2 separate regions of the Mus musculus genome follow, and region 1 is linked to region 2. The links are chromatin contacts, called in public HiChIP or PLAC-seq maps. All regions are on one chromosome and are shown on one strand. Each heading gives the region's core, a stretch centred on a gene start, on an enhancer-like site or on the middle of the called end of the contact. The rest is flanking DNA. Distances are from core to core; before and after follow the strand shown.

Region 1 (6,476 bases), core at 1,958-4,457, 200 kb after region 2:
AACGGCTGCCAGGAAAGACTCACTAAGGAGAAATTCCTCCTGGCCAAGAGACTAAATCTCTGGCCTGCTTTGAGACTTGATGTTCCAGCTAGGTGGATCAACTATCTGATGTAGGCCTTACTCCTCTGAAAATAGGAATTGCTCCTAGGAAAGTGGGTTTACCTTAAACCATGCTAAATAGGCAGGCAGAATAATCGTCCCTTTCATGAGATGCCATACTTTTCTTTCCCAGAATGTTTTACAGAATGCAGCCATGCTGCTCTGAGTCTGCCCACTGAGGTACTCAGAAAACTAGTGACTTTTCTGTCTCAATTCTAAGCTGTTTTCCCCTAACACTTTGTGTGGGGCTCCTGACATTTTCTCTAATGCTTCCTTTTCCAATATATGGCTCCTGCTATCGTCTGTCTGATCTCCATCCTTGACTTAAAAAAAATAGAGAAAGAGAAAAGAAAAGGAAGAGGAAGAGGAAGAGGAAGAGGAGGAAGAGGAAGAGGAAGAGGAAGAGGAAGAGGAAGAGGAAGAAGAAGAAGAAGAAGAAGAAGAAGAAGAAGAAGAAGAAGAAGAAGAAGCAGCAGAAGCAGAAGAAGAAGCAGAGGAAGAAGGAGAGTGCTAGGCTTGACATGATGATGAACTAGCTATGGCATCTCAATGGAGGAAATGATAACAGAATGGCTTTTGAAAGAGTGTTAGAAATGTGTTCTTTTAAGCTTGATTGCTCATTTGTTCTGGGTGTGTGCATGCCACACTACACATGTGGAGGTTAGAGGACAGTTTGTAGGAGTTGATTCTCTTCTTCTTTCCCAAGGTCCTTGGGACTGAACTGAGGCCTTAACCCTCTGAGCCATCTTGCTAGGCCTAGCAAAAGTGTTGCTATGTTCATGCAGAACTCAGAAATCTGGACTTGAATCACAGAGGCCCCAGGGCTGAGCTAACAGCGTCCCAGCATCCTGGAAAGGAGCTGAAGCAGCACACGCTTGTTCAAGGTCCAGTTTCCTTTTTAAAGCATAGATGCCTTGTCACCTATCCTAAATTTAACTCTTTTTAAAACATAAAACTGTGGGTTGATTAAAACTAACTGTCTCAAAGTGAGTAATTCAGTGGCAGCTGGTTTATTCACTGTGTTGTAGTTACCATATCTACCCAGATGTTTTTACTAACAGATATTGAACTCCATTAGCATTAAACAATGCTGCTTCCTTTCCTCTCCCTCTCTTTCTGTAGCTTTCTGTCTGAAAGGGCCTCACGACGTAGCTCAGCCTAGCCTTGAACTCTCTGATTGCCCTGCCTTTGCCTCCCAGGGTGAAGACTACAAGTACCACTTCCCACTCTTGGCTGCTGGGAGCTGGGAGTCTGTACTCTATCTTTACAGACTTACCCACCACATTGGAAGCATCCAATGTGTAACTCTTTTTCCTTTTCCACTTAGCACAATGTTCTCAAGGTTCAGCTGTGTAGTAGCATGTACCAGGCCTTCATTCTAACAGGACACACTGCCTTAGGGCTTTATGGCTGTGAAGAGATATCATGACCGAGGCAACTTTCATAAAAGACAACATTTAATTGGAGCTGGCTTACAGTTTCAGAAGTCCATTATTGTCATGGTGGGAAGCATGCAGCCTTTGGGCAGACATGGTGCTGGAGATGAAGCTGAGAGTTCTACATCTTAACCAGAAGGCAGCCAGGAGAAGGCTGGAATTCCACACTGGGTGGAAGGCAAGCCTAGGAGACCTCAAAGCCCACCCTCACGTTGACGCACCTCCTCCAACAAGACCACACCTACTCCAATAAGGCCACACCTCCTAATAGTGCTACTTTCCATGGGCCAAGCATATCGAAACCACCACACATGCTGTCTCAAAATGTGATGGGTCACCATTTTAGAAAACTGCAAAGGCAATCAAGGTCCCACCCCTGTTCTCTGAAGTAGTTCATAAGAGTTTTCTGATCCTCCTTTGGAGAAAGGAATAAAATCCTCACTGGACGGGCTGGTTTTGTGTGTCAACTTGACATAAGCTGGAGTTATCACAGAGAAAGGAGCCTCCCTTGAGGAAATGCCTCCATGAGATCCAGCTGTAAGACATTTTCTCAATTAGTGATCAAGGGGGAAGGCCCCTTGTGGGTGGGACCATCTCTGGGCTGGTAGTCTTGGGTTCTATATGAAAGCAAGCTGAGCAAGCCAAGGGAAGCAAGCCAGTAAGAAACATCCCTCCATGGCCTCTGCATCAGCTCCTACTTCCTGACCTGCTTAAATTCCAGTCCTGATTTCCTTTGGTGATGAGCAGCAGTGTGGAAGTGTGAGCTGAATAAACCCTTTCCTCCCCAACTTGCTTCTTGGTCATGATGTTTTGTCCAGGAATAGAAACCCTGACTAAGACCATCAAGTGCCGTGAATGAACAATGAAAACAGCTTAAAGTAGGAGTTTATTTCCCTACATTTAGAGGGTGTAGTCCATCTCAGAGAGGAGAGTGTGACCCAGGAGTGGTACATTCAAGCAGGAAGAGGATCCGAAGCAAAGTCCCTCTGTGTGTTCCCGATGGGATCTAGTTATCTGTATTCTATGTCTAAGTGTAATTTGTAACACCATGCTTCTTGAAGAAAGGACCAAAGGTTTAACCAAAAGGTCTAAGCAAAATTGTCATCTGGTCTTTGGCATGAAACCAGTAAAAGTTCACCTTGGTAGCAGTATCAGAATCTAACTCACAGTTCTTTTTTTTTTTTAAGATTTATTTAATTTATATGTATACTTTATATGTATACTGTACATGAGTACACTGTCGCTGTCTTTAGACACAGCAGAAGAGGACATCGATCTCATTACAGATGGTTGTGAGCCACCATGTGGTTGCTGGGATTTGAACTCAGGACCTCAGGAAGAGCAGTCAGTGCTCTTAACTGCTGAGCCATTTCTCCAGCTCCCTAACTCACAGTTCTTAAGGAGGATGATGACACAGCACACTGCTATTCCCCCAAGCACGTCCTAGATTTTGCCTGGTTTATTCTGCTGCAACAGAGATCATACACTATTTGTCGGCATGGTGAATGGAAGGATGGGTGGATGTGGGGTGTAGAAAGAGTTAGGAAGTATTAAGTTAGGAAGTGACACCCTCATCCCAGGCCTGCCAAGTTGGATCTGCAGAGGATGTGAGCTTCTGAGAGCACCATCCTTGGAATAAAGAGGACCAAACAGAGGCTGAGTCAGAATGAGTCATGTGCCACTCAGATATCCCAGATGCCTCTGAGCCGGAGTAGCCCTACACCGTAATCGCTGCTGGCTGCCTAGGTGTCTCTTAGGCCTTTTAAAACTCTAATAGTCATAAGGTTCTGGGAACTGAAAAAAAGGCGTGGATATCTCTAGACTGCATTTACAAGGACCATATAGGTGAAAGAGTCAAGTGTCTGTCTGCATTGACGGCTCCCTTTGCAACTGCAGAAACCCAGGCCAGAGAAGTAGGCTCTATCTCAGCCAACACTTGCAAAGGTGCTGGCTGAGTCAGAGAGATGAGGCCTGCCAGAAGAAATCCCACAGGCATAACGGTAAAATCAATGCCAGTGCTTGAGAAAATTGAATTCATGAGACCAGAGACTATTAGTGAAAGGTGAAAAATCCATATTTTCCATCTCTTCCCAAAGCAGAGTCACCATCAGTGTAAGATGACCAGTGAGCATTGTTGACAGGAGACAGTGAAGACACCAGATTGCATGAATGGTGGGCATTTGGGAGCCTCCCAATGTTTCTGTGTTAGACTTTTCATTATTTTGAAAAAAAAAAAAAAAGACCAGAGAAAATAAACTTTTAAAAAAGATAAAATGTATTTGGGCTCAAGAGATCTCAGCCTATAGTCACTGCTTTTAAGCCTAAGGCAAGGCAGAGGCTGGCAAGGGCATGGTGGAACGGAGCTAGCTGCTCACTGAGTAATGGCCAGGAAATGTTGCCTGGGTCCAGTAATTTCACCTCTAGGGGTACAATGCGAATGTTCCCCAACCACCCTTCTTAATTATGCCTTAGTTCTGAAAGCCAGCAAGATAACAGAAGTGCAGTGCTAGCCCATCATTACTAGCTACAGTATCCAGGCCGTTTGAGTAAGTGCTTCAGGCCAGTTAAGAACACAGAGGGGGCACAGAGAGGCAAGGGGCTGAGAAGGCACTGACTGCCCCACAGTAGACTCCCTGCTCTCTCCCAAGATCCAAGATCTGACCTTTTAAAGTGCAGTGACCTTTTTCTTTCTTTTCAAGAATATTACTTGAAAATTTTCATAGTAAATACAATGTATCTTGATCAAATTCATGCCCACCCCACCCCTCCGGCTCCTCCATACACTCTATCACTGTTTCCTCCCAACCGTAGTAGCTTTAATGTACTCTGTTGAACTAGAATTACTGAAGCTTCTGGCACCAGACTTGCCCTCCAGTGCCTTCTCATTAAATGGTTTAGCTCCTTCCAACTGCAGGGCCTCCAAACGCAGAGTCCTGTTTTACTATTTTTTGTCACTACCCTCTGCCCCTGGTCAGGAGTAGGTAAAAAGAGGAGTTGGGGACAAGATGTTGATTGCTTCTAAAGGTGTATCCCCACTGATCTACTTCTTCCACCTATACATACCCCCTACCAATTCCAAATAATGCCGGAAGATTATAAATCCATAAATCCATTAATGGATTAATCTATAGATGGAGGCAGAGTCCTCATGACACAATTACTCCCCAGAAGTCTCATCTCTGAGACTAGGTAGATGGCTTAGTAAAGTACTTGCAGTGTAAGCATAAAAACCTGAGTCCAAATTCCCTAGCACCCACATTGAAGGAGGAGGAGGAGGAAGAGGAGGAGAACAAGAACAAGAAAAAGAAGCAGCAGCAACAGCAGCAGCAACAGCAACAACAACAGCAGCAACAGCAACAACAACAGCAGCAACAGCTGGGCACAGCAGCCTATACTTAGAATCCCAGAAATAGGAAGGAACAAGAGGGCCCCTGGAACTCGGTGGCAGTTATTCCAGCTGAATAGATGAGCTCCAGGTTCAAGTGAGAGACCCTGTCTCAAAAAGATAGAGATCGACTGAGGAAGACAGCCAACGTTAACGTCAGGCCTTCACACTCTTGTGTACCCACAACACACCCTGTGAATGCATACCACACATACCTAGCTCTCAACACTGCCTCATTAGGAATCAAGCCTTCGACCTGTAAGTCTGTTTGTTGTGTTGTTGTTGTTGTTTGAGACAGAGTTTCATTATATAGCCCTGGCTGTCTTGGAACTTGCTATATAAACCAGTCTGCCCCTGCCTTTCCAATACTGGGATTAAAGTTGTATACCACCATGCTTAGCGTTGTGTGAGCCTTTGGAGGGGACATTTCATACCCAAACCAGGACAGTTTGTACTAGTGTTTCCTAGTTCTTGGTAGATAAACACTTTGTTGTTTTAGGTCATTCTAAGTGACTGGGCCATCCATGTGGACTTAAAGGGTCGTGCCTGTTTCTTCAGTGGCCGTCATACTCATTGCACTTGTTAAACTAACAGTCTGCATGAACAGTGTCTGTGACTGGGTTCAGTCATGTGAGAGATAATTCTGCATAGATCCATGTGCTTTGGCTGTGCTTAAAGCCATTGCTGTGTTAATGTTCATCCGGCCAGCACAATGCATAGCTGCCTTGTTCTTAAAATACACACCAGGACTTGGAAACTTTAAAAAAAAATTCTTTTGAAACAAAGTACTTAGGGAAAATACTGCATTGCCCTCTAGAGCTGACGAGGGCCTCTGGGTAGGAGCTTTAGCAAGTGTTCTCGCTGCTCTTGTCCCCTCACTCTCTGTTGAGAATGTCAAAGTTCACTAAAAGCCACCTAAGTCCTAGAATATTCCCCCACATTTACTTTACTTGGCTTGGAAGTTTAGTCACTTGTTTACAAGAGATCTCTAAAATGGATTATTTTGTAATTGTTTTGAAAAAAAAGTGTACTTGTAACAGTGTTCTACGAAGATAATTTTTCTGACTTGCCGTTGAAACCATTAACTTCTTCTTATTACCAATGTCAACAGAAAGACAACTTCAAATTTTAAAAGATAATGGTAACTCTACTGTTATCTTTCAATGGGCAATAAAACATGACCCATCACTCAAGGAACTGCAGGTGGGAAGCTATTCTCACTATGAAACATGAAGGCAAAGATAAAGGATAAAGCCTGAGGTTCACAGGACTGTGGCGAGGCCAGAGCTGAGGACTGGGAGGCACAGAGAGAGAGAGAGAGAGAGAGAGAGAGAGAGAGAGAGAGAGAGAGAGAGACTCCTATGGCCTTACTTTTTTTACATAATTTGAACCCCATAGATCCCAGGTTAGACATCACCAAGGGTCAACCTCAGACCATAGAGCAGGCCCTGGAGCAAAGGGGATGGATGATGGTCAGGACAAACGGAGCATGAGCACTGTGCCAGCTGCTCTATAAAGATGCTTATCTGATGTGGGCTGAAACTCTTCTACAGCTT
Region 2 (6,494 bases), core at 2,110-4,609:
TTCATATTTTTGTAACACTTTATACATTTTAATCAGAAAGCATTAGAGGAGCCAGACTTCTGCTTTCTTCAAGGAAGGAAATGAATGGCAGCCTCTCACCTGGAAGGCTGCAGTAAATGGTGTCTGACAACGTGGTGAGCCTTAGCTATTCTATTAGGAGCAAGCATCCTCCTTAACCCCCTCAATCCCCTAATTATTTAGGACCTAATACTGGGCTTTGTTTCTCAATGAATAGAATCATCCCTTGGAAAAAGGCCCCAGCCCAGAGCTCTGTTTATCAGCCAATAGAAGTCATTCTTACTATACGGGTCACAGGTACGTTGCTACCTTGCTAGGGAGTTTTATTGTAACTATGTCTAAAGCTTTGTTGTGATAACTGTTTCGCAAAATCCCTTTCCCAAGGATTTATTATGCTTAAATGCATAAAAAGAATAAACCACGATGTCAGTCTCTGGGAGATTTTTGACCCAGTACCCACAAGGATGGTCTTGAGTTTCATTCCCACACCACCTCCCCTCGGGCTGTGAGTCTCTCAGGAATCTCAGACAAGAGCTAGATTGTCCAAGTGCGTAATCAGTTGGCTGTCTGGAGTTCAGAAAAACACTCACAGGAGGGACAAAACATTTCTAATGTAAGAAAGTACCCTTGAAGAGGTCTCACTCAACTTGTGTGGTCCAAATGCCAATCTTGGATTTGTAATCTTCCCAAAACAGCCTTGTACCCTGCCCTGTCCAATAACACTTAAATGAAGTAAATCATTTCAACCACAACCCCACCCCACTCAAGCACCTTCAGGGAGAGGAATACAAACAAAATACCAAACGTCCTCTATGTAAACCATGCTCATTTTAGCACCAGAGATTGTTTAAGAAAACAGTAAGAGTCATTTCCAAAAACTTGTGAATTATCCTCTAATCCATCAAAGGCCTTGCAAAAGGCACCAAAACAGCTCGGTACTGTGGTAACTGGACATCATGTCTGGCTCTGGGCAGGGAGAATGCCGAACAGAGCTCAAAGAAGGCTCTGAACACACACTGGTGTTGCTAAACATACTAGAACAGAATGGGAGAGCTTCCTCAGGCTACCCCCACAGCACTCTGTTCAACCACTGTGCTTGCTGGGAAGGTTCCAGGTCCAGCTAGACTCCAGAGCAGCACAATCCATCGGCATCAACTGCAACCTCCAGCAACCATGAGGACCCCCAACCTGTAGCTCTTATGGTTAAAAAATTAATGCTCATTTTGTTCATCTTCCATCATTTTGGTGTAAGCAAATAACAGGCAAGTGCACTGGGCTGGGAGGACATGAATCCACGCTTCAAGGGAAATTCTATCACATGTAGACAGAGTAGCCGCGAACCTGCACCACCCAAATATAAGCCAGACCTGGTTCAAGCATTCATGGTAAGAAAACAAACGAAATATCTCACAATTAACTTTTACTAGAGCCAACCTACTGAAATAGTATTTCACACATAATCATTTGAGTAAAACAACATTACTAATATTAATTTAACTCACTTCTTTTGCTCTTTTTTACTCCGCCACTGCCCATCCCCAGCCCATTTCAGTCTCTGGGAGATTTTTGACCAAGTCGTTCCCCACCCCTCCCCAGTTAGAATCTCACTCTATTGTACAAGCAGGCCTTAAACTTAGAAACTTCCCACTTCAACCTCCCAGGTAGGAAGGCCTGCACCACCACACCTAGCTAGGAATGTTCAGACTGCATGCAATTCAAAATATGTTGATATTGGATAGATCCACTTCTAAAGAAGCAAATCAGGGAGAGAAAGCTTGGCAGTTAGAACACTGGCTGTTCTTCCAAAGAACCAGGATGGGATTCCCAGCACCCACAAGCCATCTGTAACTCCAGTTCCAGAGCATGTGTGTGTCTCCCTCTTCTGGACTCTCTGTGTTCCACAGTCACATAGTGTATAATAATATCTATGTAAGCAAAACACTCAAACACATGAAAAAAAATTTTTTTAAAAGTAAGCCAATTCATTCTAGCTTTCACTACACAACCACGCTGTTTGTTTGTACATGCATGCCTTTGGTAGTTTGTAAAGCCTATGGGTCCTATGGGTACTGCTCAGAATTTATAAATAAGTAAAATAAAATGTGTAAAAGAACAAAGGAAAGCAATTATACTGAAATACGGCTTTTTAAAGTACTTGTAAAATAAATTTACAATACAGAAATGTGTTTTCTTAATAAAATCCCTGAGGGATCATAAGACTGAACTTGGTGAGTATTGCCATCTCTTGGGGGGGGGGGGTAGACGCAGAAGGCCTCTTGGCATGGTGGTATACGCCTGTAATCCCAGCATTTGAGAAGGAGAAGGATCAGTTCAAGGCCACCCTCTGCTACTGCTACAACCTAAGTCTGAGATTAGCCTGAGCTACGTGTCAGCCTGCTTTATGACTGTTTAAGGTATAAATAATACTACAAGGTATTTAAAAATCTCGGAGTCCTGCTGATGACCTGGCAGAGCGCCCTGATTATCCCATTCTGCCTGTACTCAGAGCTGAGAGGAAACTCAAGTTCACCTGCACCACACCTGCACCATAGTGAAGCTATGGATACCATGTTTTCTTCCCAAATCGATGGCTCCCCTAATTTCTACCCACAGGCCTCCTGCGGCCCCATGATCTCCAGGCCAGGCTTGCTTCTTTACTACCTGGAGATTCTGTCAAGGGGTCTCTATCGCTGGGGCCCAATCCGGTGACTACGATATTGATGATTCGCAGCACTTGCATTTGACCACAGCCAAACCAAGATAAGGAAAGAGCTTGCGCTGGCTGTGTTCCCCCGCCCCTGCCTCAAACTTCTGTGTTCTGCCAAACGAACAGGAAGAACTTTGGGAGCAGTAAATTTGAGAGAAATAAAATTCTGTAGCAATAAGCAATTATTTAAACCCATGTGAGCAACGTGTATGCTAGAATATTTAGTAAGCAAGAAGACCACATAAATATCAACGGCACTGTGTATAATTCTCACTGTTGGTTTCCATCTGCAATCTCTTGTGGAATACTGCGTGCCAGGTGCCGTGCTGAGGAATGCAAATATCACCTCTTTAATCCTACCTTCAGCGTTGCACACCTTCAGTCATTCCCTTTTCATAGACCAAACAACTAAGGCTCAGAGAAAGGTTAAGTACAAGGTCACAAGACTGGGATTCCAGCAGAACCAGGCTGCCTGGGATTTTCTCAAGAAGCAGGTAACACCTAGTAAGAACATAAACCCTCAGACGACTCCTTCCTGCTTCCAAACTGCCCACGGGAGGGATGGAAGGCTTCCCTCACACCCACCCCCTCACCTAGTCACAGCCTAGCCAATTAAAGAGAGCAGTGTTCTTTGTGAGCAAAGATTAACTTTCTATGGCATTTTTTTCCCACCTTATCTAGAGTTATGTTCCCAGAGACTCTCAGGCCAGTGATAAGCCGAGTTTCGACTTTACCACACCAGAGTAAGAGAGATTGCACACATATCTGGGACTTAAGCAGGAGGTTAAAAAAAAACAACACAGAAACCTCAGTCCCTCTGCTTCCTGTCACTATTGACACTGAGTTGCCAGGGGAGAGCAAACCCTGGCTGAGTTACAGATTCAGCAGTAAGGTGTCTGCAGGGGAACCAGCCCTACAGGTGTATCCAGGGAGGCAGGTGAACCAGCCACATTCCTCTCCCAACCAGGAACAGGCGAAGTTTTGTCTCTGCTGTGCAAGACTCACGGGGCCTGATAAGCCTCATTTAGACAAGGACCTCACAACACAGGAGCACTTGAGCTAGCAGTGTCTACGACAAGGAAAGGAAAATAAGACGACTGTCAAGTGCCAGCTATGGAAACAGAGAGGAGAAAAATGTCACAATAGCATCCATCTCGAGAGACAACCCTGGTTAGGGTGATGGCCAATGCACATTTGTGACTTTGCAGACATGCTGCTCTTTTTAAAAGTGGACGACTTTAAAAGTTTCGCCTTGGCTGTGGGACATAGCATCCCTCTCTGAGGTGACATATCCCAATGGTAGGTGTAATATTAAATGAGTTCATTTCCTCCACCACCATTCAACCTCAGCCACCACTCTCCAGCCCAAAGCAAGGGGCAGAAAGTCAGGCCTGTTAGGCCTGGATCATTTTCAGATTAACAACCTTGTGGAAATAACCCTAAAAGAAAATATTTTTCAAGATTTTAGGTAATAACATTTTGGGAGCAAAATGAAATTTGAGTTTGCATTCATGTTTCAGAAAACCTCCGAAGGCCTTTGTTTGCCACAGTTTTCCTCAGAAGCTAGTTGGGAGTGGGGGTTTTGTGGGTGGGGGGTGCGACACACAGGCCCAAGCTCAGTGTGGCCTAGCTTTCTTTTAGAGTGATCTTGACTGATCTCGGGCCACGGGGCAGAGCTACAGATCCTAACAGTCCATCACAAAACAAAGTAGGATGCACATGCTGTAGGTGGTACACACCAGACCGGTTGCTTCCAATCACATAGGAAGTGATGCTGAAAGAACGATGGTTATCTCCAGGGAGAAGGAGTGGGTTTGTGTGACAGGATGGACGGTGTGCAGGAGGTGTGTTATATGTAAGGACACAGACTCTAGACTAAAGCACTCCTCATTTAAATGCCAACCCTATTACACAGTAACTGAGTGATCATAGCCAAGTCCCTTTAACAGGAGCCGTCTTGGTTTCCTCACCACTGAGTAGACTTCGCAACCCTCAGGGCAGTGCTGAGGGCAGAAAGAACTGAGGACGCCCACGGATTCAGAATAGAAACTGACACAGAGCACATGCTAGGCACAGCCAGTTGCGCCTATTCTTGAAATTCATGTGGTTGTCATTTTCTGTCAGAACCTCCACAACAAATGAAATAATCATTGTCTCCATTGAGAGACAAAGAATTGAAACTTAAAGGTATGATGAAGTTTGCTCAAAATCAAGCAGTAAAAAGTTATATAAAGGGATCCTTTCCTGTTGTATGAATTCAGACACCAGTGTATCTATCATTCGTCCGTCCATCCATCCATCCATCCCTGGTGTGTTCCCTCTCCCTCCACTTCTCTTCCCCTATATTTTTGAAAGAAAGATGTGAGAGACACAGAAAGACACAGGCATAAAAATAGAAAGGGGGAATATGAATTTTAAAAAAGGAGAAAATGAAATTATCTTAAACAATCTTTTTAACTGATTAAAAAAAATGAAACTAAAACTTAATTACAAATGGAATTCTCTAAGTCAAACTCTACGTGAAGATATCATGAGGGCACTCCTTCCTGCTCTCCTAACCAGACTTCTGGCATGTTCTGCTTCTCAAGTAAAAATGAGTAGGGAAATGCTCAGGTGAAGGTACCAAGTGCCTGCTACCTTGCACAAGTTTTCCACTGTCTGTCTTCTCTGAGACCCAGAAGCAGAGTACAATAACCTGGGTGTCAGGGAGGAAAGGCCCTCTCTTTCCCCATCAAATGCCCCTCAATTTCTCTCCAAAGAAAGTAACTGTTTTTCTTATTTTTCTTGAGATCACCATTTTTTTAGTTCAGGCATTGCAAGGTCACCTTTCAAACACCAGCATGACAATGGAGCTTTACTGTGCCTCCCTAAGTCACTAGGCAATTGTAGGAAAGGGGAAAAGGACAGCAGCAAGCCTGGAGCTGCCAGTCACAATATTTATGCAGGCGGCAGGGGCTTTGTTTTGCTTTCAGTGGAGGATGCAAAGACCTGACAAAGGAAAAATAAAACTCCTCAAAATACAGCCAGGCGCCACTTCCTTCTCTGCTGTCCTGTGTCAAATGCAGACGCATCCACAGCGCCCCGGGGCTCAAGATGTCCTTCAACACACACACACACACACACACACACACACACACACACACACACACAAGCTCACATGGCAGCTCCAGAATGGATGCAAGGGTTCTGGTGTTGGATACTCTCCGTGAAATAACCGTTTCCGTGAAAATTAAAATGAAACAAACAAATACTGGAGTATTCCAAAGCAGTGAAACGGGCACTTCTGCACTTAGATCAAGCATATCAGCCCTCCGTTAAAATGAACAAGGCCAGCAACAAAGGAAGCACTCACTTGTACCCACTCTTGAGGAATTTTAAATGATTCCCATTTTGCTAAAAGGACTACTGAGGCTCACAGAGGTTAAAATGTGTCAAGATCATATAACTTAGCCCTTGGCATTTGGACCATAGTGTGCCAGACTCCAAAGGCTGAGATCCTAACACTAACATTACAGCCTCAAATAATCACCTCATGGGCATCGTTCAGTGGGAGGCCTTAGGTAAATTCAAACTCCTTAAACTCCAAACCTCAATCAGCCTCTCAGTCCATCTCTCTCTTGCTCTCTGTGTGCATGCTTCCTCGAGTACACTAGGTTCAAGCCATGGCTGTGGACATGCGAAGCAAGCTACCACTGAGCTCTGTCCGCAGCCTCCTCACTTCTCTCAGTGTGACACATCAATTCAAAGGCTTATAAGCACCCTTCTCTTT

The links. HiChIP or PLAC-seq counts read pairs in DNA pulled down with a chosen protein or histone mark.
Region 1: a contact with region 2 is called in a FOXA1 HiChIP or PLAC-seq map of pancreatic cancer cells. The contact joins two enhancer-like sites. A contact is called at or near these places in 3 of 484 Hi-C or Micro-C datasets (the C10 cell line, the F1.1 cell line and the HL-1 cell line) and 1 of 115 datasets of contacts at active chromatin or transcription factors (pancreatic cancer cells).

What each region holds. Positions count from the first base shown.
Region 1 is chr6:94,402,399-94,408,874 of GRCm38.p6, forward strand. No RefSeq gene overlaps it. Among named protein-coding and RNA genes, the nearest start is that of Slc25a26, 95 kb to the right of the region's middle. Within about 2 kb of position 3,208, at least 38 of the 459 cell types and tissues checked have an H3K27ac peak or open chromatin away from gene starts, as enhancers often do. A contact at or near this core is called in pancreatic cancer cells, where this site is marked.
Region 2 is chr6:94,200,427-94,206,920 of GRCm38.p6, forward strand. The region is part of intron 1 of Magi1 (membrane associated guanylate kinase, WW and PDZ domain containing 1); the gene reads right to left. All of the region lies in intron 1 of 4930511A08Rik (RIKEN cDNA 4930511A08 gene), which reads right to left. It overlaps Gm52867 (a long non-coding RNA gene), which reads right to left. Exons shown (of 2, transcript XR_003956333.1): 1 at 1-6,494. Among named protein-coding and RNA genes, the nearest start is that of Gm52867, 24 kb to the right of the region's middle. Within about 2 kb of position 3,360, at least 65 of the 459 cell types and tissues checked have an H3K27ac peak or open chromatin away from gene starts, as enhancers often do. A contact at or near this core is called in pancreatic cancer cells, where this site is marked.